Linked DNA regions of Mus musculus: all the other regions are linked to region 1. A link is a contact called in public Hi-C and HiChIP or PLAC-seq data. All regions are on one chromosome and are shown on one strand. The core of a region is the stretch at or near the end of the contact, and the rest is flanking DNA. Distances in the headings are between cores, read along the strand shown. Region 1 holds the start of Man1a (mannosidase 1, alpha). Region 2 holds the start of Gm40651 (a long non-coding RNA gene). Region 3 overlaps Man1a (mannosidase 1, alpha). Region 4 overlaps Man1a (mannosidase 1, alpha).

Region 1 (6,627 bases), core at 3,869-6,368:
TGCAGCACATTAGACTGAAGACAATTCAGACAAACTCACTTCTACTCCCAATCTTTTCTTGCTTATGTAACTTCAAAAGTTAGCACCTACTCTCGTGTTTACACTGTTGAAAGCATGACTTGTTCATCTTCCTGTTGAAGACAGAACCCTTTACAAATCTCTCTAGCTCCCTTGCTTTGGGATCCCTGAGTGAGGCAGCTCACACCAGCATCAATTTAATGAGGGTCACCAAGGAACAGGGAGCCAGTAAACAGGTAAACAACCCAAAAGTATGCTAGCCCCTTGGGCCAGGACTTCAAAGGATAGCTTTATTACATTGTAAATGTCCTTTTCCACACTAAAACCCACAAAATTCACCTGGAATGTTAAGCTTCAAAATAAAAGCATTTTTTGTTCAATTTGTCAAGGTAACTTATTCTGACATCTGATCTTTGGAAAAAGGGCAAATAGTTAATATTTAACATAATCTGTAAACTGTGCTGAAGGATACACACACACACACACACACACACACACACACACACATGCTTACACCCCACTAGTGCTAATGTAAAATGTAATAAATTGGGTTTTACTCATTAGCCATCAACGTGCATATTTCTTCATATCTCTGAATCTACAAAATAGGTCAGGAATGAAAAACCTTCTCTTAAGAAACTAAGACGACAGCTGTGCCCAGAGCTGACAGGTCCTAAAGCCTCATGTGACAAACCCAAGACAACCAGCCTTCAGAACTCCATGCTCCAGAACTTATATTGTGGAGGGACTCCAGTCTGAGAAGGGTCACGTCTGTCACTCAGAATGCCCCTTAACTTCAGAAAAAGAAAAAGAAAGTGTTCATTGTTCAGAGTAAATTAGGGCCTTCACCCTAAGGTACAAGGTTGGCTGTTTCCCTCCTCTACTCGCCGGCCCCTCCAAATCTTTTAAGAACTTGTCAATTAAAAAAGAATGATGTAAAGGGAAATAGAGTATATTCCTAATAATTCCATGAAACTAATTAGCTTCTAACAGTTTTTCTTAAAACCATAGGATAACTTGCGTACAGATTTATAGAGATCAAATAAATACGCATCTGGCGTATATCATGAGGCAGGGGAATTCCAGGATAAATGTTTTCTCGAGGTTTCAGGAAAGGGTTGTGATAACATTGTGGGAATATGGAGTGGGAAGAGGACAGTTTACATCAAATCCACCATTACTGGTATTAGTAAAATTCACTCAGTTCATTTTGGTGGAGGTAATGCTCCTTTTAAGTTAGCAGCCTACCTCCCCTAAGACACGAACTTATCAAAAATCCATGTGGTATGAACAATACAATTATGTTAGCATTACAAAAACAGTGTAAATGGCTCTTGAACCAAATGTAGAAAAGTGAAAGCTTGACTCAAATGCAATACTATAGCTTCTAAATTTTAACTATAAAAGTTTTAGTGCATTCAAGTGCGATTAAAGAATAAAGTATAAAGACAACTAGAACATACCGAAATAGGGCAAAGGGCTGGGGCCACAGCAGGTAGCCCAGAGTGAGGCAAATAGAACCTAAATGTATAAAGTTGAAGTCTACTGTGTCATCAACAACTTCTCTTCTCCATGACCAAATACCAGGCCTTTACAACAGCGTGAGTTGAGGATAAGGGGGTGGGGCAATAAAATTCATTATATATGTGTCCAAAGCTGACAAAGAATAATTTTAAAAAGGAGAATAGCATGAGTTATTGCTTTTGGTTTACAAAGAACTATATTTGAATTATTCTAATGGAAAACCAGATTTCAACTCTCCCCTCGTCCTGTTGGCCTTTGACTAAATACTGAAGCATACCATGTTGACTTCTTAGGGTTTTTGTAACTGCATGGAATTTTAAAGATCATGTTTAGTTCTAACACTTTATATAAAAATGGGCAGTTTGAACTAGGTTCTAAGATGTTGCAACCACATGACAGATGCTACATAAACTTCCTTGACCTGGTTAATTAAGTTCCTGTGATTTAGAGACATAGATAAGGAAGGTCTATGAGCTGGTGGTTATACAGACTGCCAAAATGCAACTCTCAGAGGACTACCACCAGGCATGGTGTCTATTCGCAACCCACTTTCAGTCATTAATGGTGTGCTTCTTAATGCTTTAGTGTTTACAATCCCTTCTTCCTACAGCTTCAGCCCACACAAACTTCCCACTCATATGAATTCAGAGCATGCCATTCATGGATTACTGTCCTCAAACAGCAGCAGCAGATGCTGATCATTTGAGGGTAAATCTTCTAATGGTCCGTATTGACTAAGGAGTCTAAGAGGTAGGGGTGGAAAGATGTTTCGGAAGAAGCAGAAATGTGTCCCATTCTCTCAGAAGGGTAGGACTGTTGGCATTTCACAGAGGAAAAGCTGTCAGAGAAAGCAACCCAGGATAGCAGAAGCCGTCCCTCTACTGTGTCTCTGCAAAGCAGAAAGCATGCTGGATGATCAAACAGAGCCATGAGCCTGGAGGGTTAAAGGCTCATCTCAGAGGAGACTGAGAGGAACCCATGTCCACTTGAACTTGCTCAGTGACACCTTACCTGATCTCATCTGGTCTCACTCACCTCCTATGGCAACCAACCTGCCTCTACCCCTCTATCCCGTAGCCACTTTCAGTCTCTGCAGCCTCCACGTTCTGTTTACTCCCTTACAATGCTATCACGACCGTTTCCTGATAATGGATCCCATAGCAAAACAATGTCTTCACAAAAATACTACATCCATTGATAATGTAGAGGATGGACCCAGAGTTGGGATGCTATGCTTTTCCATAGTTCCTCGGGACTGGATTCCCAGGAAAACACAGAGAAAGCAGCCTGGAAGGACACATGTCCCCAGAGTCTGGTAACTGGGAAGCTGCAGCTCCTTCGTTCAGGTCTCAATTTGGTCATCAATGGCTTCTTGAGCTGTCATTCCTCAGTTTCACCTTTGAAATGACAGACTGAAAGGATTTTCTAGGGTTCCTTCGCCTTTAAGCTTGCAGAAACCAATCACATGTTGCGAGTAAAAATAACCAGAAAGAAATTACACAGGATTTACCAAAGTCCATGTTTGCTCTAGATTAACTTTGTCACTGAGCTGCTGTGGCAGGCTGACCTGTTGCATCACAGAGAACACCCCCTTCTTTCTGACAATGTTCTAGAAACACAGAAAACAGTAGATCTGTGTGTGTGTGTGTGTGTGTGTGTGTGTGTGTGTGTGTCTGCGTGTGCGTGTGTGCGTGTGATGTTTTAAATCAGTAAAAGACAGTATGTGGCCCATGACGCAAGGTCTCAGGTTTCAAGTTTACAGCCTGTTACACACACACACACCTGGCAGGGAGGGCCACATGACTGAACAAGGGGCGTGCGTTGGCTCACTGTTATAACCTGTGTCTCATGTGTGATTGATGCCCTGTGTTTACAGTCAGCTTCAATTTCAAACCACCTGCAAGCCTCTCTAAAGGGGACAGCTGCTCAGTACCTGCACAATGACTGCAGGGTAGACTAACTGCAGCCAGCAAGGAGGAGGCAGCTATCTCCTGTGCCCAGTGTATTCACTCACCCCTGCCTCTTATAGCTTAAGCTCACCAAAGCATGCAAGTTCAATGGGATTCAGCCCCAGATCCTCACTGGTCACTTATCCTGAGGTAGTAAAAGGAAAAACGTGTAGCCTTTGGCACGGTGGTGGAAGCGATGACTTCCCTCGCCTTTGCATGATAAAGGTGAAGTCCTAAGTTCCAATCGTTTATCAAACCTCCCAGAAAACAGCAGCGTGAGTGGGATTTCAGGCAGGCTTTACTCACCTCTTTGATCTTTGCCCTCTTCTCACGGATGGTGGCGTCAGCGGGCTCCCGGTTCTCTACCCCGACGGGGGGCAGGAAGTCCACCTTGGGCAAGCCCCTAAACAGATCCTTGTCACGCAGCTGGTCCTGGGCCACCTTTTCCTTCTCCAGCAGAATGTCTCTTTGGATCTCCTCCGGCAGCTTCTGCAGGGTCTCCTTGGCTTCCCTGAGAGCCCGCTCGTGGTTTTCGCGGATCCTGGCTAAGTTGTCTTCCAGTCCAGCTCCAGGGTCCCCAGGCGCGCCTTCCTCGCGGTGCCGGACTCTCCCCTCGGCGGCATCCTCCGCACGCGCCCCGAGCCCGGGCTTGTGCTCCGCCGGCGGCTGCAAGGCAGGGTTGGAGTGGAACAGGACCCCGCTGAGCAGCTTGGAGGAGTCAGGCAGGAAGAAGATTGCCCCGAAGCAGAGCGTGATGAAGGCGCTGAACACCAGCAGCAGCACGAACTTCTCGGTGAGGCGGAAGGCAGCGGGGCCAGACCCCTTCCTCCCGCCGCCAAGCCCCCCGCCCAGGCCACTGCCCAGGCCGCCGCCCCCAGGGCTACTGAAGAGCGGCAACAGGCCCCCCACGGGCATCGCTCCGGAGGTTGTAGCCGCCGGCTGACAGTCTGTCCAGGGGCCCGGCGCCGAGCCGCTCAGCAGCCAAACTTCGCTGCCGCCGGCTGTCAGCGGCTGCGGGGCCGGCTCTTGCGCATCCAGGCCGCCCAGAGCGCGTGTCTGGGCTGCGGGTCTCCCCGCTTGAAGCGGCTCCCCTCCGGCGATCCTCGCCGGGGCGGCTCCTTTGGCAAACAGGCACGCGCGGCAAACCGCTGGCTGCAGCCCCTGTTGGGGGGAGAGGAGACAGTAAAAGCGCAGTGGTTAGGAAGGTGCTGAGAAAGTTTCCAGTGGGGTCTCCGCCCTCCCCTGGACCCGGGATCCGCAGGACCGTATCCCGGCAGGCAACCCCGGGGTCCAGCCGCGGGCACCACCCTCAGAGCCCACTTTGGACTTGGGGTGAAGTTTTCCAGCCGCGGAGGCAGGGTGTCCCGCGACATCTGGGTCAGCACAGCGGGCACCTCGGTGGCAAGGGCGGCGCACCTCTGGGCAGCAAGGGCGCCGCGTGCGTAGGGGGTTCGTCAACTTCTCCAGCTGCCCATCTCCGAGCGCTTCCCGGCGGGTGGTAGCACGCGTACAGCCGGGTGGCTCTGAGGCCCCGGGACACGGCTCAGGTGAGCGAGCGCACCGACCTGCCGGCGTGAGCCAGCGAACCAGGCACCGTACTGCCCTCCGTCGCGGCCCCGCCGTGCACTAATAGCACTGCCGGTCTCCCGAGCGGTCGGAAACGAGGGCGGTGACGCGTCCGGAGAGTGACAGCGCGTCCGGGCCAATCTTACGCCTCCCAGGGTCCCGCGGGGGTGGAGCCGAGGCGGGGAGGGGGCCGCACGGGGCGGGGAGTTTACGGGAAGCGCTGCCTCTCCGGGACCCGGCAGAGGCGGGGAGGTCGCGGCTCCCCTGGGCTCCCGAGGACTGGAACTGCGCCCGGGAGCCGTGTTAAGACTCGCCCGGAGGACCAGAGCCGGAGTTGGTCCGAGCTTATTCCGCCCAAAACCTATTCAAGCCGAAGCCCCAAAGGTAGTGGATCCCCGAGTGACCACTACTAATATGGTAGCGACAGCTTGCCCCAGTACTCGAAATTGGCGATCCCGAAGAGCATGCAGGGGATTGCGGGGGCAAGCCGTGGTTTTGAAGTGGTTTTGAAGGCTTTTCTCCAGCCACCCCTTATTACCCAAGACAGGGATTCCCCGGTGCCCAATAACTCTCAAATCCAAAGTCTCCAGGCTCCTCCACAAAGCTTTTGAGCTCTCTACTCTACCTCGTTAAGAGCCTTTTACATCCTAGGCGACTTGGGGTTTGGGGACTGCTTGGGGCTCTAAGTATACACCCTCTTCCCCTTACAATAAACAACAACAACAACAAAAGTTGTATGACTCCCCCACACTCCCCCACACCCCCCCCACTTTCGAAATTCATTTACCTCATCGCAGTTGGTCAAATTTTCCATTCAAAGAAGACAGTTTTATGCTGCCAGAGCTCCAAGCAATAAATTGAACCCTGTTGAAATTAAGTCTTGGATGCGACAACTCCCAGCGAAGGCAAGACTTGGTCCAACAGAGATTGTTTTCAACACAGCCTTGCAGTATTCAGTCTCATGGAATGTCATGGAAACTGGCTCCACCTCCCATGACATCCATTGGAATGCCCTGCTGATATTGCATAGATCTACATTTTGACCTGGCTGGGAACCCCCTGCCTCAGGGTGAAGAGACAAGAAAACATTTCCCAAACTGTGTTATGAATCCCCTGTTGCTCCACAAAGAAACAGTTACCAGAGGGAAATTTGACTGACTTCCCACTCCTGAAAGCTGGTTTGTAGCAGCTCTGTTTACCCTCAACCTTCTCCGGAAACATGATTTTAAAGTGTGCCCTTTACTTGTCTTAAACCAGAGGAAAACAGCTGGCAACTTCCAGGAGAGTGCCCACAGCACAGTTGTTTCCAGGTGTTGTGCTGTGTGCATAAAGTAAAAAAGCCAAGGCAGAAATCCTAAGGTCGTTTTCGTTTAAATGTTAATTATCATTTTTAGCCATCACTGTTTGTTGTGTATTGGGTTTGTGCAAAATGAGCCAGTAACATAGTCAGAAGTTCTGGTTAATAAGAAATTATGGCTTGATAAATGTGACTTCATAGCTTGATTATTTTGATACTTGCTATGAAATTCTATGCCCAGAAGAGTGCAGCATATCCAAGCAGGGTAATAGA
Region 2 (6,473 bases), core at 396-2,895, 86 kb after region 1:
GCATTGGAAATGTAAATGAAATAAATAACTAAAAAGAAATGGAAATAGTTTTCTTATAGTTTGAATATGCTTGTTCCTGGGAGTGCCACTATTTGGAGGTGTGGCCTTGTTGGAGTAGGTGGTCACTGTGGGCATGCACTTTGATACCCTTGTCTTAGCTGCCTGGAAGTCAATATTCTGCTAGCAGCCTGCAGATGAAGATGTAGAACCCTCAGCTCTGGCTGCACCATGCCTGCCTGGATGCTTCCATGTTCCCACCTTGATGAAAATGGACTGAACCTCTGAACCTGTAAGTCAGCCCCAAAAGTATGTTGTCCTTTATAAGACTTGCTGTTGTCATGGTGTCTGTTTATAGCAGTAAAACCCTAACTAAGACAAGTATCAAGTATTCAAGGTATAAGTTGGAATCATTACAATAAAGTAAATTATATTTAAGACATTAATAGAGAACAGTAGGTAGATATAAAGAAAGCATTTTTAAATGCAAAGATAACCAAGACATCAAAAGATAAGAACATAAAGAAATAATTTTTAAAACAAAGAGCAAAGCAACAGTTATGATCAGATTACTATCTGTAATTAAGGAAAGAACTTTAAATACTCCAATCAAAAATCAGGAATTACCACACCATGTTCAGACAGACCCTAGGTATAAGGGTATAAAGATACTGAAAATAAAAATGTTCCTAGCAACATACTAAATGTATTCACTATTTTGTCTGTGATGATCACAGCTCCTTCAAGCAGCACAAATATACTCGTATAGTATTTTATTTAAAAAAAACTACAAAATTAATTAAAATTTATGTATTCTTTGAAAAACTCCATACATATATGGACTGTATATCACATTTCTAACTCCAGTTCCTCCCAGGACCTTACATCTCATCTCCCCAACTTCACAACCTACTTTCATATTTATGTATTTATTTAACCCATTGAGTTCAATCAGTGCTATTCATATACGTATACACATGGGGAACCAATTCTAATAGAAAAAGCGTTGCTTTCCTCCAGCAGCCATCAACTGGCAATTGCTCCTCAGTAAGGAGCTGAGAACTCCTTGCTCCATGGTGGAATGTTTTAAGTGGCTTGATCTTTGCAGGCGTTGTGTAGGTAGCCACAGCTCTGTAAGCTCATGTCTGCAATACTTATGTCAGGTCCAGGGAACAACATTTCCTAGCACCCATCCCCATCCTACAGCTCCCACTTTCTCTCTGACTCCCTTTTCTTGATGTTCTCAGAGCCATCTGTAGGTTGGAGTTGGGGTTGTATGGAGGGTCCATGAAAACTTTAGAATTAGCAGGGAAACAATCCATGAAAAGACAAGAATGAACTCAGTTCAGCCTGATTTTGGTAACCACGCTGGGCCAGCACTTTAGAGTCTGATATCAACTTACATATTTTTTTTTGCCATGTTTAAGCATAGCACAATTTTGGGAAAAGTTTTCAGCCTCCTGAGCACAACAAAGTTTAAGACGCACTTGCATTGAGGCTCTTTACAAAGGACGTATGGCTTGATCTGTAAGATAGGTTCTCGTTGACTTAGAAACAATGCTCAAGATAAAGGTCTAGGGAGAATGACTGAAGTATATGTAATGCTTGTGGAAGTTAGGATTGGTGTGGTTCTAAGATAACATAGAAGTCACTTAGGCTGTTGTAAAGTGCAAAGGCCATCTCTCACAAGGAAGAGTTTTATGGCCTGGAAGTAATGCAGAAGGATTTACCAGAAAAGAGTCTGGGGTAAGTATAAATTCTGGAAGATACAGGTCGAGCCTGGCTCATCAGATAACGAAGGATCACCAAGTTGTAAACTACATTTATTCTCAGCATTGCAGGAGGAGGGGAGCTTAAACACCGCTTTCCTTTGAAGGAGGCCGGCGAGTTTGACTTTCCTGGCTTCTCCAGGGCTTATCTGTGTGCATAAGCACCCTTTGCCCTTTGCCGGTTGATACAGATGTCTCAACCAGAGCTGAGCTTTCACAGACACTTCTCAGCCATTAAAACAGTCATGTGCCTATGTATTAAACTATCTATCCACTGCAACAAGAAGTGTCGCAAATCTATCCACAAATTTATGAATATAAATAAGCACGGATACTTTGAAGACAGTTTGTCAACATAACCATTAGAAAAGTAACAACAACAGAATCTCTTCTAGGACTGGTGACTTCTCTAGCTATGAGTTTTAACCATGCTGACAGTCTGAGACAAAATTTCTCTGTGAAACAACCCTCAGATCTAATGAAGATAGTTGGTTATCACTATAAATAATCTTGTCACTCTGTCACTTTTTCATCTTGTTTGGTGTGTCACCAGTGAAGTATGCAGTGACCAGTGGTGGGTATGTCCAGACATATAATTCCTACTTCCCCCAATATCCTGTATAACACCTTCCAGCTCCACAAAAGCTAATGATCAGAAAAACTTCCTGGTCAGTCCAAGAGGGGATAATGTCTTCATCAATATCATCTTACCATGCAGTTACTGTGTGTGACCAATAGAAATAGCAATAGCATTGGTTTGGGGTGCTTCTTTGCCCTCCCTGGCCAATAACTTGTAAAAAGGTAACCTGTGCATGGCACTGAGATTTTCATTTAATAACCCATGTCTTCTGAGAACTATATTGTTCACTAGTGTAAGATACTTTCATTTACTTCTTTAAAATGTGCATTTCTAATTAGCTTAAAATGTTCTTTATACATCCTTAATGATGGTTTACCCACCACCTACCTCTGAGTTTCTTCCCTGTGTCTTCACCCTCACTTTAATCTTTAGTTTCCAGTAATCACTCCCCGTTCTTTCATGTCATGTATGTTCTACTAGACTTCTTACTTTTGGTAGATTGCTTATCCTAGGTAGCTTAGCTTCTTCATGCACACTTTATTTTGGTGAGCCCTGGCTCTAGACCCTAGTCTCCCTCTTTCATCTCTCTACTGTCTGCTTTAAGCCTTCTTCCCCAGTATTCCCTTTTTCTGTTTTCATCTTACCTATATCCTACTACCTACTCACTGGGTTTATCCCTGCACCAATGACCTGTTTCTAGTTTTATAACTTCTATATCCAGTTAGTATCAAACACATAGAACAAAAAATTTGAAGCTAGGATCTGTGTATGAGAGAGAACCTGTGGCATTTGACTTCCACTGTGTATGTGTGCCACACAGTTATTATGCAGTTGTCATTTCCTAACTATTATGAATGTAGAAGAAATGAGTATGGATGTGTAATAGAAGTATGGATATGGGAAATAAAGTCCTTTTGGACATAAGTCCAGGAATGGTCTAGTTAGGTCATATGGTAGAACTATTCTAGTTATTTGAGAGATCTCCAGACTGATTTTCAGAGTGACTACCAGAGTGAACACTAGTGTGTAAAGCTCCCCTTTCCACTCATCCTTGACAGCCTTTGCTATCATTTGGTTCTGATGATGTTCTGGTTAGGAAGAGTTAGCCGACTTACATAGTTTTAATCTACTACTTTCTGATGACTCCGGAGATAGAAAGATTTTTAAAGACTTCCCAGTCATTTATATATATCTTCTTTGGGTAACTTTCTGTTCAGTCATCTAGCCCATTTTTAAATTGGGTTGTTTTCTTGGTGTTTAGTTTTCTGAGTTCTTAGGATATTCTAGACATGAATCCTCTGGTAGATGTATTATTTTTCCATTCTGTAGTTTGATTCTTCACTCAATTAACTACTTGGTTTGCTGTACGAAGCTTTTTAGCTTCGTGGATCCCATATCAATTGCTACTCTCATTTCCTGGGCCACCTAAATCTTTTTTAGAAAGTCCTTACTTGTGCTATTAAGTTGTTGTGTGAATATTGCTTTTTCCTCTAACAAGGTCAGGCTATTAGGTTGATGTTGATGTTCTTGATCCATTTGGAGTTGACTTTTGTTAAAGGAAATGTAAAGATATAGTTTATGTTTCTGTATATTGAAATCCAGCTTCCCAGCACTGTTTGCTGATGATACTGTGTTTTCTTCAAAGTGTATTTTTGGTATCTTTGTAAAAAATCAGATGCTTATAGTTACATAGAATTATACTGGGGTTATTATTTTAAGATTTGTATTTATTTATTTATCTTTATGTATTTAGATATTTTGGCTTAGTGTGTGTGTGTGTGTGTGTGTGTGTGTGTGTGTGTGTGTGTGTGTGTGTACACACTATGTATGTACAATATCTGTCAAGCTAGAAAAGGGTGTTAGATTCCCTGACACTGGAGTTCCAGTTTTGATTGTAGGTGGTGGAACTTGAACGAGGGTTCTCTGGAAAGCAGCCAGTGCTCCCAACTGCTGAGCCCTCTCACTAGCCACTCGATCCTTTGTTGGATTCTATTGATTTATGTGTCTATTTTTTTATGCTTTTTTTTTGCCAACCCCATGCAGTTTTTATTACTCCATAGTGTAATTTGAAATTGAGTATGAGGATACCTTCTGATACTCTCTGTAGTAGTCTTCTCATTCAGGGTTGATGTGGTTTTCTCTGTCTCTGTCTCTGTCTCTCTGTCTCTGTCTCTCTGTCTCTCTCTCTGTCTCTCTCTGTCTCTCTTTCTCTCTCTCTCTCTCTCTCTCTCTCTCTCTCTCTCTCTCTCTCTCTCTCTTTCTGTTAATTAGTTAATTAATAGTATCGGCTAAAATAAAAGTGTCTGTAGAGTTTCTTCTTGGCATTCTTAGAAAGAACATTTTTTTGCTATTGTACTTGTAGAGGCTGCCAGCACTCCTTGGCTGAGGGTCTCACCAGCAGTCCTATTATTTCTATCTTTGCTTTCCTCACACTTCATTCTCCAATCCTCCCAGCCATCATGGATGGTGTGATGCTCGCAACAACGGTACCATGCACCCTATTTTCAAATGCGTATGAAACGTTTATGAAAACTGAGCATGTGATATATACTGTAAGGGAGACCTCTGTGTTTCCAAGGATTACATTCATCAGGAGCTTGAAGAATGCTCACACTTAACTGAGTGTGAAGCCAACAGTGAAGCTACTGCTAAATTCCCTAAAAGCTTGGCCCTAACTCATCACAAAGGAGAAAATAACAACGATAATAAGAACTACTTTAAATTGAATTATTCTAAATATGCCATATTGAAATTAGGGGATATAATAATGTGTGTCGCGGGCAGAGTTACGTCCTTGGTGCATTATTATAGGGGAAGGAAAACAGAAATCAGTGTATAAGCATCCATTACAAAAATAACAAGCAATATAAGCAAAGTAAAAATAGAAAAAAAGAGGCAAGATTAGAGATTTAAAACATAGGAAAAAACCATCAGGCGGAATTTTGTTCTTTGACATATTAGTGGAATTGATATTTTCCTAAAGAAACGATCCCTTGCTTACTGCTGATGGGAGGGAACATTATTATTAGAGTCATTATGGAAATAAATATGGAGGGGATTCAAAAAAAACTACAAATTGAACTACCAATGGTCCAACTTTACTATGGGCACATACTGAGAGGAATTTATTTCTGACCACAGTGATTCTTGCATGTCCATGTTTATACCTGTTTTTTTTTTTCAGGATAATAAGGAAATGTAACAAGCCTATATGTCCATCAACAGGTAAGAAAAATGTGATACACACACACATACACACGCACACACAAATACACACAGACAGACAGGCAAGGAGTGAACAAAGGACACATGGAGCATGAAAAGGAAAAGGACCTTGGCACAACAGGCTACAAGGAGGGAACAGGGACAGCAAGACTGAGTGAGATGGGACAAACAGTGGGAGTTGAAGAGAGGTAGGGGTGAATGGATGTGATTAAAATACATTATATTAATTTAAGAACATTTCAAAAAACAAATAAAAATATTATCCAGAAGATTGACCAAGGAAAAGTGATTACAAGTAATCAAATCAGCATGTGAAGATATAACTGCACTTAACAAAAATATTATGATATTATATAAAATGGACTCTGTTGTCAATATATTTGAAACTATTAAATATAACTTGAATCCATGCCCTCTAAAGTCACATATACAGATAAGATATGGCTAGCCATACAGTTGTTAATGAGCACCTTTTAAAAGAAAAATTTCCTTGTCTAAGGGGCTTATGAAAGAAGTTGAAACATTTTAAAAATAAAAATAATAGCAAAACATGTTGTAGTAATAGATACCGAACGATTTTTTTTTTAAAAATCACACATAACTCTTACTTCATGGTTAGCAACAAAATTGACTCTCAGCACATGGGTGTGGGAGAGACACTTCTTTAACGTGCTAAAGTTATACGACAGAGAACTGCACAACTGTCCTACTTTCTGTTGGAGTACTGAGAATTTCAATGAGGTTGGAATGATGCACATTCTGCCATGCCATGCCATTCAACATTGTAAAAGATGGCATTGCCAGGGCACTAAAGAAGCAAAAGTGTATTAGAATAGGAAAGAGTAAGATAGAATAGATTTACTCTTGGATGGCACATAAATATAAAGCCTACAAAAATATAA
Region 3 (6,175 bases), core at 646-3,145, 120 kb before region 1:
CTCTCTCACACACACACACACACACACACACACATACACCTGCACATACTCATGCATATGCAACTAAAAATGGAGAGAGAGAGAAACTGGCATCAGGGAGATGGTTTCCAAAGCTTCTGTTCAAACTCAGCACTGAGCTGATGGGGCTGAGACAGGTCAGTGCGAGGGGAATGGGAAAGAAGCTTGTATATGAGAGGTGCCAAAATATCATAAAAAACATAGTGGACAGGATTCGATGACCGACTGGATGCTGGGGAATAATGCCCAAAGGTGACCTCAAGGGTGGTGAACGACGATACTGGTTTAAGAACAGATCAGTCTGGAAGGCAAGTGGCATGGGGGTTGAAATGATGCACAGGATTTATGACAGGTGAGGTTTAGAAGTGACCTCGAATGCAGCTAGATCTTAACCGACTAGTGAAGACAGCACCAGAGCCAGGATTAAGGAGTCTCAATGTGTTACACATGGTACACTGATCCTGGGTACCTTTGCTTCTAAGGGTTTGAGAGAGCCAGTGCAGCTCCACCCCACCTCCATGGTTACATACTGAATATGTAGCTACTTGATTCTACCCTGATTTAAGGTAGAGATCAGCTACCCCCCAGGCAAGTAGCTCCCTCAGGTCCACAAGAGCTCCCTGACATGCTTCAGAGTCACACTACCACATGTGCCATCACCCTCACAGTGCTCAGAGCCACGGTAACACTGCAGGGGACACTGATGTTCAAAGGTAGCAGTGTTCAGCCAGCCACCAAACAATCTGGACACAGACCACTGGCATGTAACCAGGAGAGCATTCCAGATATGGTGAACAGTAGAGAAGGAAGTCTACACCATGGAGCATGAGGGGCGATGGGCACACTAGCCATTTCTCTCAAGGCGAGCAGAGAGGGAAAATTCCTTGGAAATGCTGAAGCCCCATGACTTTTAAAGCCAAAATAGATTATGTAGTAGTGTTTTCACCCGTGCTAGTTTGATTTCATTATCAAGGTGCCAACTAAACACTAAAGATGGGCAAGAAAGTGACAACAGAAGTTTCTTCTAAAAACATTTCAATCATCTGGGTCTTTGAGAAATGGCTTGGAAAGCAGGAAGACGAAAAATGTTATGGTGTTTGTTGTAACAAACCATAATGTGGTCTGTAAACAACTTTATGTGTTGATCTTCCTGACTTAAAAGATACCTAGATAGCTAGTCAAATATTTCTGGCTGTGTCTTGAGAGTGTTCCTTCCTCAAGGAGAGCAAGACTAGAATTAGTTACTCTCTTACCTGCTGGGTGAGTACCATCCAGATCTCTGAGGGCCTGGATAAAACAAATAGGTGGGGATTCTGTTCCTTCGAGCTAGGTCATCCATCTTTTTCTGCCCTTAGATGTGTGAGCTCCTGATTCTCAGCCTTTAAACTGCACTCACTGTACAGTGGCCCCCTTGGATCTCAGGCCTTCAGAGTCAGTCTCTGAGACCCAGAGACAGCTCCTGCTTTCCTGGGTCTCAAGCTTCCAGAGGGAAGACCATAAGGCTTCTTGGTATCCACAAGGAGACATGACAATTCCCACAATAAACATTTTCTCCTATATATTTCTGTTTCTTATAGTTTCCCTACCCCCAGAGAGGAGACATGGGAACTGAAAGGAAAAGAAGTATTGGGAGAAGTGGACTAGAGAGAAACAAAGAAGAACCATCAAGAGAGAAAAGGGGTACGGTGGGAGAAGGAAAGAGGGAGGGCTCAAAACACAAGCTTTGGGGAGGACAAGAGTGGAGAGGTGTGTGGGTTTCTTTCAGGGAAACAAGGGTTGGCAGTAGACACTTTTTTTTGATGTAAGGGGAGAGGAAGGAAGTGATTCATGTACAATTCAAGACTCATGCATTGGTGCTGCTGAGAAGTTTCACCGGAGATGGAAGACAGCTCACAGAAGAGTGTGTATAGGAGGTGAGGGTGAGGTAGTGAGCTGTTTCAAGGAGGATCTGTGAGGAACAGGAGCCTTGAGCAGCAGGGAGAATAGGGAGAGGGCCAGCTGAACACAGACAAGGGCTGGAATGTTTCTCTCCATCACACAGGCTCGTGCTGAATACAGTTTCAAATGTGTTCACAAATGTGTTTCACAAATGGGGAGGGAGGGAAAGGCAAGGAAGTTATAAAGATTGTATGGAGGGAGAAAAACTAGTTCTACAGAAGGCACCAGGCAAAGACTCAGGTTTATTATTCTAGAAAGGAGATCAAAGAGATTCCCACAATCTTATTATTTATATTAAGATAGGAAAGAAGCTAGAAAAAGGTTTCCATTTTTAACTTAAAAATATTTATTTTATTTTTGTGTATGTGTGTGTCTGTGTGTGGGCATAGGAGCAAGGGTGCCATGGAGGTCAGAGGAACTCCCTGGAGATGGACATATAGCTGGTTGTGCACTGTCCAATGAGAGTGTTGCAAACTCAAGTCTGGCCTTGTGCAAGAGGAAGAGCAAACCTTTCTAACTGTTGAGCGTTTGAAGACTGTAGAGGGTAAGAGAATCATCAGACATTGGTACTAGCTGTCTCATGTCTGTGGCTTACACACTTATCATCGTCTGGTGTTATGATCAACAGAGTAATAAGTTTATTTATTTCATCTTTATATTGGAAAGGAATCTAGGTACTACCAACATTCTTTAGGGAAACCCACAAAGCAAATATATAATTCTTCAAGATTCTTCTATACAGAACTATGCTCATTATGCAGATTCTATTCTTTAAACTTCTATGCAATTATAAACATGAAGTTAGTCTTTACAACTCAGATTGGGAGTTTGATGTAACTACAGAAACACATTGGAGACTTTGATCCTCATTTAAAACCATCACTTAGCACAGACGTCCTTCATCATTTACTGTCTATTCCACAGTATTAAGTGGTTAAAAGTGGTTATGTGGTTAAGGCCTTCTGAGCTATTTCAAATGGTAACAACCCAAGAAAGACTGCCTACCCAACACCCTTTTTGAGCACAGCACCGTACATGGCCCACTTCTAGGTGGGTAAAATCAAGGCAAGGAAAAGTGAAGGTGCTACCAGAGTATTTAATCTTGTAATATTTACATCCAGTTACAAGTAATTTAGGACTTTCCTCTAAGCCAATTAAAAAGAAAGTGCTCAAGAGCAATCTAAACAAGATCAAAGGCCACTTAACATAATGAGACAACGTGGCCATTACCGACTGCCAAGTGATGAGAAATTGGCCTGGCCTTAAAGGTAAATGACTCTTGGATATTTACTGTTTATGGCAGCAGCCTTTGAAGGCAAGTGCAAGACTTTTAATTAGGAGTACAAGGAGAAACTATCAAAGCTGCTATTTCTGAATTTTTTATCTAAAAGTAAGAAAGAAAAGCTTCATTGAATTAAACATTCAGACATGCACTGCTCTTGACCATGGGTGAGTCTGTGAGAGGCAAAAGAAAGGGATGGAGAGGTGGAAAGCTGCTATAGGCTCCAGCCTTTGGTTACCTCTGATGCTGTGCCTTGGAGTGCTTCCTACATTAACAAACAGCAGAATAATGAGAGCACTCACTCGTGCTCCCCAAAGAGAAGGAGGGTGACTGGGTGGGATGAAGGTTTTCATGAAGAGGGGATTTTCTGATCACCGCAAGAACTACTGAGTCCACATCACAAAAGATGCATCCTGGAGTTTGCTCATATTTCCTGTGACTACAGCTTAGTTTGAAAGGAAGAAAAGAAAAAGGAGGGAAATACACTAGCTATTTCAAAACAGAAGCTGCAAGTTTGTATGAATTAAATAAATGGCCATTGAGGAGACTGCTCAAGGAAAAGAATACTTTCTTTGAAACCAGGTGTTTATGGAAATGTTTGTAAGATAAATAGTTCATCTTTTAAAAACACATATTTGTATTAGACTCAAAATTAGAAATCCCTACCTTGAGCATTCAGAGGCAGTTTGTTAGGAGTGTTGGAACACATTCCTAAAAACTGTGTGTATATACATATGTATTTATTATAATTGTATATGCAAACCATTCACCTATTAAGCTACAGAATAAATGGTATCAGGAGTAACACTTTCTAGCAAAACTTCCAAGAAAATTGTTTGTGTAACAAAAAAATCAGTTGAAATATATGTGTTTTAGGAAAGTCTGGCAGTACTCCACTTTCCTTGTGCACTTGTATGTTTTTTTATTTACAAATGTAGGTGAGCAAGCACACGTGTGCACGTGCATGTGAACACCAGAGGTGGGAATTAGGGCATCTTCCGTAATCACTTTCCACTTTACTTTCTCAGACACAGTCTCTCCCTAAAGCTATAGTTCACTCACTGATTTGGTTAGATCGGCTGGCCAGCAAGGTCCAGAGGTCCACTTGCCTCTGCCTCCCCAGTGCTGGGATTGCAGGTATGCGTTACTGCACCTGTGGGTGCTGGGAATTTAAATGTAAATACTCATGGTCATATGTCAAGCATTTTGTCTATTAAACTATGGCCCAACTCTTCACCCCACCTTTTTTAAAGGCACATGGACAAAGCAATGAAGAGGAGGTGGAAGTAAGCAGCCTAAAACGCTACCCAGCCATCCCCTCTTGTCTTCAGTTCTGTTTTTCCATGTTGCCATGCATAAAGGCAAGCCAGCTCACTCTATCACATACCTTTGTATCTATTCCACTTGGGACAGATGTTAAAGCCCTGTTGTGAAAGAAGTAGCATAGAAGCAAAGCTTTAAATCACCCACTACCTCATCCAAAATTTTAAAAAGGAATACTCTCTCTAAATTCATTTCCAACTTAAAAGGCCCACATTAGAATTATTCTTAACACAGTTCATAAATATCTATTTCTTCAGTTACTGCTTGCCCTTTTACGGTTTTCGTTTCTGAAAGCCTGAAGACAATCATGGCATATTAACACAAGTATATATACATAATTCATAAATACAAAGGCATGCTTGTGTTTTGAAATATTTTACTGCTAAGAGAGCAACTGGAGGAGTTTAAAGACTACTGCTTGTGGTCTTGATGTATCTGTGGAGTGCCAGTCCCTATACATGCAATTAGCAATAACAATTCACACATAAACAATTAGCTAACTGTGCTTTCCTTAATACAGCGCTAACATTCCCTTTTCCCCCTACTAAATTTAAGAAACAACTCAATACCTCTCAATTAAGGAGATCACTACATTCTTCCTTATTCCAGTCTCATTTCAGAGTATTTCAATAATTTAAAATAATCCTTCTTCAGATGGATGGCTTCATTATTCAAGTCCCTTTGTTGTCCCAGATGATAACAATTACTAAACCAGGACTTCAGAACGCTGCCTGGTTTCCGGAGTACTATGTGTTATAAACCGAGTACTCGGAGAATGGTTAGAATTACAAATGTATGGAGATATTACATGCTCTTCTTTACATGAAGAGCCAAAGGCAAGGATGACCCCCATCATGCTTTGGGGAAAACTCAAAGGATGCTGAGTTGGCCACAAGCTCCTGGGCTTGGCTGTGGGGGAGGCTAAAGTTTCTTTGTGAACTATTCTTTTGGCTTCAGAGCATCCTTCTCATTTCTAGGTCCTGTTGTAAATACCCTTCCTGTCAAACTGACAGGACTTATCAATCCTGTGCCCACAAAGAAGAGAACCCCAGCTTGGGGACAGGCCTGAGATGATATTTTAAATAGAGTGATAGTAAAGAAAACAGCATCTTCCATATGGTTTAGTGTTTTGATTTATACCTCTGCCCTTTCTGCTGCCCTTTCTTTCTGCTGATCTTTCTCAAATACAATCAGCACCATTATAGGAATTGGCACTGTCAAATATTTTAAAATTATGGAAAATCTGTAATAGACAATTCATTAATTTTCCTATGTCCACTTGCAGGGTGGCTGCCAGGTACAAAAAGGTTCCGAATTGACGTTATCTAGAGGACAGAGTAGGAGAAGAAGACAGAGTGTGCATGCACGTGCATACATACATACACACACACACACACACACACACACACACACAAACCCGAAACAAAATGAGAGCACTAAGAACACGTAATCGTTGATCCAAAGAGCAAGAGAGATGGATCTCTTACACAGAAGTGAGTGTACACATTTCCCTGACTTTTGTGTAAGCACATGTAATCAGAGCTGAAGAGAAACAAACAAAAAAAAATCCTCCAAGCTACTTGTATGATTTCCCCAATACACTATTAGAAATTA
Region 4 (6,056 bases), core at 940-3,439, 85 kb before region 1:
GTACCACATTTTCTGTATCCATTCCTCTGTTGAGGGGCATCTGGGTTCTTTCCAGCTTCTGACTATTATAAATAAGGCTGCCATGAACATAGTGGAGCATGTGTCCTTCTTACCGGTTGGAACATCTTCTGGATATATGCCCAGGAGAGGTATTGCGGGGTCCTCCAGTAGTACTAAGTCCAATTTTCTGAGGAACTGCCAGACTGATTTCCAGAGTGGTTGTACAAGCTTGCAATCCCACCAACAATGGAGGAGTGTTCCTCTTTCTCCACATCCTCGCCAGCATCTGCTGTCAGTGTTGCCATTTTTGTCTTATATTTGTGTCCTTCTTTGTTAATTATGTTACCCCTCAGCTTCGCTTCTTAATTTCAGAAATGGAAAATGCATCTTGTCACTTACAACTTAGATATGTTCCTTTTTCCTCCACACCAAATTAAAAAAAAATTTGTTGGAAGAAATCATAAAATTAAGGAGACCCAAAAATATAGTGTATTATATTAATATGCTATTGTTATTTATAGTAATATAAAGTATTGATCTTGTCTTCCCTGACACAAACATTTTAATGCCTTAAGTATCTACCCTTACGAATAGTACTGAATACATTTTTAAGTGGCACTATTACACATGTACTATGGTGTATGCTTCAAATTCACCCTCATCAGCTTAACTTACCCCTGCCCCCCAGCATTCTATATTAAGAGCCTTTAAACATTTTCTGTCAAGATTTACATGGTAAATCTTTTGGGATTTGGCATTCACATGGTCTCCCTGTCTTGTGTTTGTTTCCTTTCATAATTCTTTAAAATGTAAAAACCATCCTTAGTCCTGCTGGCCAAAACAAGTCTGAGGCTGACTATGTTCAGAGTCACAGCTGTGGTTTTAAGTCCACAGATAGATTTCTGTAACACCCTACCCTCTACTTCAAGTGCTGGGGTCCAAGTCCAGGTCTTGTGCATGCTAGGCAAGAGCAGTATCATTGAGCTATACCTTCAAGTCTGTAATAGTCATTAACAATCTTGACACTGCAGACCAGTAAAAGAACTTCTTCAACAGAAATTAGGTAGCTTATCCGTCATTAATTCATAATTAGGTTTTGACTATTTTGATTATAAAAATGGAATGAAAGTCCTCACAGATAATCTTATATTCATGTACTTTGCCAACAGAATTATTTCCTCAGGACTATTGGCAGGTGTAGTTTCTGGTGAGAGGACTTTCGGTCACTCATTTACTCCCTGTATTTGCAAGGTCAAAGTGGTAACACAAGGTCAAAATGCACAGGCCAAAAGCGTTTCCGATCTTTGCCAGACCCTGATGAGCTTTAGCTTACTTGAAAGTACCTTTAATTTTCTCATTGAGATGAAAATATCTCATAATATTTTCACATATCTTATTTCATGACAACCCTGAATATACATTTAATAGACTGGCACTATATAATAATGATATCCTATGTAGTTCCGTGAGACAGTGTCCTGAATTAAAAGCAACCATTCCCAGAACACCAAAATAACATCTACTTCAATGAGTTCCTTAGTAGAAACATTTCAAAAACATTAAATTAAAGGATTTAGGAAGACCTTTCCTCCTTAACAAATGAAAGTGCATAGAAACCCAAGGAAATGCAATTCTGTGTCTTCTGTAGCCACTCATGCACCTACTGAGGATTTGTTTTGTTTTTCTGGAATGCTCTTTCAAATGATCACACACCATTTCAACATAATTTATATTTTCCAAATTATAAACTTTCAAAGAAGAGCCTCTTTTACAACTCTGACCTTTTAAAAATGTCAATTCATTTACTCTGCAAATATTTATTGAGTGCCTAAGAGCTGCCTTGCAGGCTGCATAAGACACGTGGAATATAGAAGTAAACAGGACAGCTGAGGTCAGAAACTCACAGGAACACAGAAAAAAAGCCCACGGAGCGGGATTTGTACTGGTTTATGGTGCCCAGGGAAGGATCAAGAAACAACTTCCATTTCTTCTTCAAAAGCAAATGAAGACAAACATTGAATACCTCTTACAGTAATCAGGCACAGCCTCATCTTTGGTTTTTACCACAGGAAGCTGCTAAATATATCACAGATTTAAAGAATGACGACTCTATTAAAACCCATAGAGAAAGTTATCATTTCAGTGTTTGTGAGAATCTTAAATTCAGTTTTTGGACCAAGTCGACTCCTACCAATATGACTAATGCACATCACACATTCATTTTTTTTCCTGCTGAACTGCTCAGCATCTTGAAGACTACTCTTCACACAACAATCACCCTCAGTACCTTTAGGTGCTTAAACACTAGGAAGACCCTGGGCTTGACCACTAGCTCAAATGAAAGACAAGGAGAGAAAGGGATGGAGGGATGTCCGGGGCACTGAAAGGAAGGAAGACAGAAAAAAAAAATCAATGTCTAAAGACTGACAATTCAGAAAATTCAGATCAACCCCATTGGATTAAGGTGCAAATGCTGTCCCAGAGATCAGTGGTTTCCATATCAAACAACTGTGCACGTGCCAGTGAATGACTTGGTATGGATGCTGGAAGTCCCATCTACTATAAAACAAAAGAAGATCTAGGCACTATTACTTAGGCATTAAATTTAGTTACTCTAAGCCAGCAGTCTTGGGGTGGGGGAAATGATCAAAAAACCCTGAGAATAATAATCTATGCATGACACATTAATGATGATAGAACCTTGTGTCATGAACTCTTCAACGTTTTTGAGAGGATTTCTGTTTTCTGATTTATTTGTGAAACTGGCATTTTCCTAAACATAAATAAGACCACCAACAGTTTAATATTCTAATAATAGATATATTGTTCCCCAGATGTTAGCATAAGATCTCTATTACAATGTCCTACGGAAGAAATGCTTTTCTTAATCCTTGGTCTAGTGAATTAGCACAATGGCAAATTCTCCTAATTTTTTCTTAACCTGTTTTGTAAAAAAGCATACAGTATTGAAGACAGGGAGTTTTACAGTACCAAGTCAGTGTGGCTGCCAATGTGTGGTCCTAAGAAAGGCAGCACTCGCCCTACCTGGGAACTTGGAAGATAGGAACACTTCCAGGGCCTACTCAGATCAACCCAGAAGTTGTGAGAAGGAAGGCTACAAATTTCTGTTTTAATGAGTCATGTGATGATGGACTTTTCAAGTCCTCCCTTTTGATCATCCTGAGATGTACAATTCACTTGTGCCTCGCATTGCCCTATGGAGCTGTACAATGTTACAACACCTTTCTCTTCCCTCAACTGTATGTATTTTGGTGATCATTACTCCTCTTTCAACATCTCTCCCTCTCCCCTTGGATTTGATGTGGACTACAGATGGGGATTCACACAATCGGAAGGCTTACGTATACTCCCAAGCATGGTAATTACCCTGTCTAGAAACCATACTTGAATATGGTTTGTCCAGCACACAGGCACCACACTGCTGATAGAGAGACAGAGCAATGGTATTAACAATCTTTAAGGTGAGCAAATAACAAATAGCACCAGAGTATAGAGCCAAGTGATGCTGAATTTTTAGCTTAACTACAAGCTGTTACATTTAAGAGCAACTTCCTAAATGAGTGGCGCGTCATCTCTCTGAAATCTCAGGTTTTACGTGCAGGGCATTGAGGCCCAGGCATTTATTTTATTGTTAAGTTATGTCTCTAAATCACTTAATTGCATTAGAATGAAAAGATATGGTCAGATTTATGGGGCCCAAAAGGAAAACCCTGTGAGTGCTTTATCCCACAATGAGAATCTAATTATTGGTTTGCAACACAGCATTTATTAGTCCTTTTCTCACTTCAGGCAGACTATGCTGCGAATCAGCATATAATAGTCTCTGGTTTTAAAAGGCTATTTGCATGTAAAGTAGCTATTTTATCTATCTGTGACAGTTCATAGGTAAAACGAATTCTATTTTAGCACAATACTAGTCATACAAACTTAAAATATTTTCTTAAATAAAACTATTTCCACAAGAACTATGATAACACTGTAGATTCAGAGCAGTGTAATTAGGAAACATTAATAAAAGAGAGAGACAGCTTCCATCAATAATATATTTAGATGCAAGTATACAATGTATAATAACAAAACTGGGGTCATGAGCACCTCCTCAAATATTATGTCCCATGTTGGAGACCTTCCAAGTTTTTCCTTTGTACATTCTGTACATATATGTACAGTCATTCTGAGATGCACAATTCACTCATGTCTCTCATTGCTCTATGGTGCTGTCAATGATAGAAAATTAATATTTTTCCATTGAGTTCAATGGTATCCATCACTTGTCCCTCAATATTTATCTCTCTCTCCTTAAGAACCTCCAGTGAACTTCATGTTACTTTATATTTCTTTATGGTCAATTTATGGCACAATAACCCAACAAAAACATCCTGATTTCACAAGTGGGACAAAGGCCTTCATAGACAATGTCAACAGAGTAGAAAGAGGAATGACAAATAGGCAAATAAAAAGATTCTCCTCACATCATCAGAATGATAGCAATTAAAACAACTGCCCAAGATACCAATGCATACTGATCAGAATGGCCTGAATCTACAGCACTGAGCATACTGAATGCCTTGTTATCAACCCATATTTATAGATATTGGGCCTCTAATGATACAGATACTTTGGCAGATGGTTTGATAATGTTTTATAAAACTAAACATAATCTTAGCATATAAACTTGGCTGTCATTCTATTTGGCATTTACCTACAAAAGCTAAAAATTTGTATCCACTGAATAACTTATACACATATGTTTTATATTTATGTATGTATGTATATGTATGTATGTATATATACATACACACACATTATATTTGGATTAAGCTTTAGATCTGAACTATAATGTGATTTATGTACATCAAAGTAGACATATATACATAAACTTGATTTATATGCATAAAATTAATAAACAAAGTTCTCAGACAGACTGACAAGAGATCCAAAATAAATCCCAGGAACTTCTAGTGGCCCTATCCCAACCATAATTCCTTCTTGTTCTTTACAGAGAATTCTCATTCTGCCATTTTCTCCCTTCATTTCTTTAGAGTTTCACTAACCCTACTTTAGCAGGCAGATTATTAGACACTGTCATACTAAACACCAAAAACAACAACAACCAAAAAGAAACAAAAAGCAGACTAGGACAGCAACAACCTTGTATGAAGCCTCTTCTAAAGCTTGGCTCCTTGTTTGTCTGCTTCTTCTCCTTACCGTTGGTCTGGACAACAGTCATTTGAATTTCAGGAGGCACAATTTGTGTTTTTCTCACTACTCATTCATAGTGAAATCTGTCCAATCAGAGGCTGACCAAGGGACAAGCGTGCAGGTGATATAATCCTTAATCAGGAGACATCTTGGTGGCTAATTCTCTTCTGGAGACATCAGTATCTATGAATCGTGGGTTATAAAAATGAGTGATTTCCTACTGCCTTGGTTCACTTTTACTAATGAATAGGATCACTAAGAGACAGTCTGCTCAGCTACTGTTTGCTTATCAAGGGCATAGTTGATATAGGAAAGAAAAACGAAAGTGATTCATTACTCTCATTGACCTGTTTTTAAAATAACAATTTGCTTTTCAGTCCTTCTCTGAAAGTGATCGATTAGCTTCACTTTTCAATATTATTTCAATTCAAATTAAACAGACGTAATGAGTTTTATTTGCTACATGTCTAGACTTACAGAAAACTCCAAATCTGTATCTCGTTTGTCTTCCAGTAGACCCCTGAGTCTTTGGACACTATATTCCAGCTTTGTTAGTTGCTCTGCCATCTGACTTGTTGAACTGTTTTACACCAATCTTGTACATTTCCATTCTCGAACACTGCTCCAAGAAGTGCTGCTTAGTATTATTGTAAATTCAAGCCAGGACCTGCATATTAGAGAATTCTTATATCCTCAGAATTCTTATATCCTAGATCATTTTCTAGTTTTTTGAAAGATGAATACTCACACACACATTCATACACACACACACTCACACACACACACACACACACACACACACACACACATTTGTACAACTTTAGATAAAATAC

The links. Hi-C and Micro-C count contacts between places; a contact is called where the count stands out from the background. HiChIP or PLAC-seq counts read pairs in DNA pulled down with a chosen protein or histone mark.
Region 2: a contact with region 1 is called in an H3K4me3 HiChIP or PLAC-seq map of intestinal villus epithelium, with 4 times the contacts expected there. The contact joins the enhancer-like site here to the promoter of Man1a in region 1. A contact is called at or near these places in 3 of 39 promoter capture datasets (the 3T3-L1 cell line and liver), 2 of 15 datasets of contacts at CTCF or cohesin (CD8 T cells and the NIH/3T3 cell line), 3 of 484 Hi-C or Micro-C datasets (cerebral cortex, cortical neurons and nephron progenitors), 1 of 115 datasets of contacts at active chromatin or transcription factors (intestinal villus epithelium) and 2 of 9 other capture datasets (adipose tissue and liver).
Region 3: a contact with region 1 is called in an H3K4me3 HiChIP or PLAC-seq map of bone marrow-derived macrophages, with 4 times the contacts expected there. The contact joins the enhancer-like site here to the promoter of Man1a in region 1. A contact is called at or near these places in 6 of 39 promoter capture datasets (the 3T3-L1 cell line, 3T3-L1-derived adipocytes, erythroid cells and 1 more), 1 of 484 Hi-C or Micro-C datasets (double positive thymocytes), 4 of 115 datasets of contacts at active chromatin or transcription factors (CD8 T cells, bone marrow-derived macrophages, effector CD8 T cells and 1 more) and 4 of 9 other capture datasets (adipose tissue, liver, macrophages and 1 more).
Region 4: a contact with region 1 is called in a Hi-C map of liver, with 2.7 times the contacts expected there. The contact joins the enhancer-like site here to the promoter of Man1a in region 1. A contact is called at or near these places in 6 of 39 promoter capture datasets (the 3T3-L1 cell line, 3T3-L1-derived adipocytes, erythroid cells and 2 more), 2 of 15 datasets of contacts at CTCF or cohesin (CD8 T cells and pro-B cells), 12 of 484 Hi-C or Micro-C datasets (B cells, CD8 T cells, the HL-1 cell line and 4 more), 6 of 115 datasets of contacts at active chromatin or transcription factors (CD8 T cells, bone marrow-derived macrophages, fetal liver and 2 more) and 3 of 9 other capture datasets (adipose tissue, liver and pancreatic islet).

What each region holds. Positions count from the first base shown.
Region 1 is chr10:54,070,619-54,077,245 of GRCm38.p6, forward strand. Man1a (mannosidase 1, alpha) reads right to left here and starts at 5,119. Exons shown (of 13, transcript NM_008548.5): 1 at 4,908-5,119; 2 at 3,798-4,652. The coding sequence starts at 4,406. It overlaps Gm16998 (predicted gene, 16998), which reads left to right and starts at 5,304. Exons shown (of 3, transcript NR_038016.1): 1 at 5,304-6,235.
Region 2 is chr10:54,159,641-54,166,113 of GRCm38.p6, forward strand. Gm40651 (a long non-coding RNA gene) reads left to right here and starts at 5,531. Exons shown (of 3, transcript XR_871652.1): 1 at 5,531-5,571. Within about 2 kb of position 1,646, at least 15 of the 459 cell types and tissues checked have an H3K27ac peak or open chromatin away from gene starts, as enhancers often do. A contact at or near this core is called in intestinal villus epithelium, where this site is marked.
Region 3 is chr10:53,958,081-53,964,255 of GRCm38.p6, forward strand. All of the region lies in intron 6 of Man1a (mannosidase 1, alpha), which reads right to left. Among named protein-coding and RNA genes, the nearest start is that of Man1a, 110 kb to the right of the region's middle. Within about 2 kb of position 1,896, at least 18 of the 459 cell types and tissues checked have an H3K27ac peak or open chromatin away from gene starts, as enhancers often do. A contact at or near this core is called in CD8 T cells, bone marrow-derived macrophages and effector CD8 T cells, where this site is marked.
Region 4 is chr10:53,988,547-53,994,602 of GRCm38.p6, forward strand. All of the region lies in intron 5 of Man1a (mannosidase 1, alpha), which reads right to left. Among named protein-coding and RNA genes, the nearest start is that of Man1a, 84 kb to the right of the region's middle. Within about 2 kb of position 2,190, at least 5 of the 459 cell types and tissues checked have an H3K27ac peak or open chromatin away from gene starts, as enhancers often do. A contact at or near this core is called in liver and pancreatic islet, where this site is marked.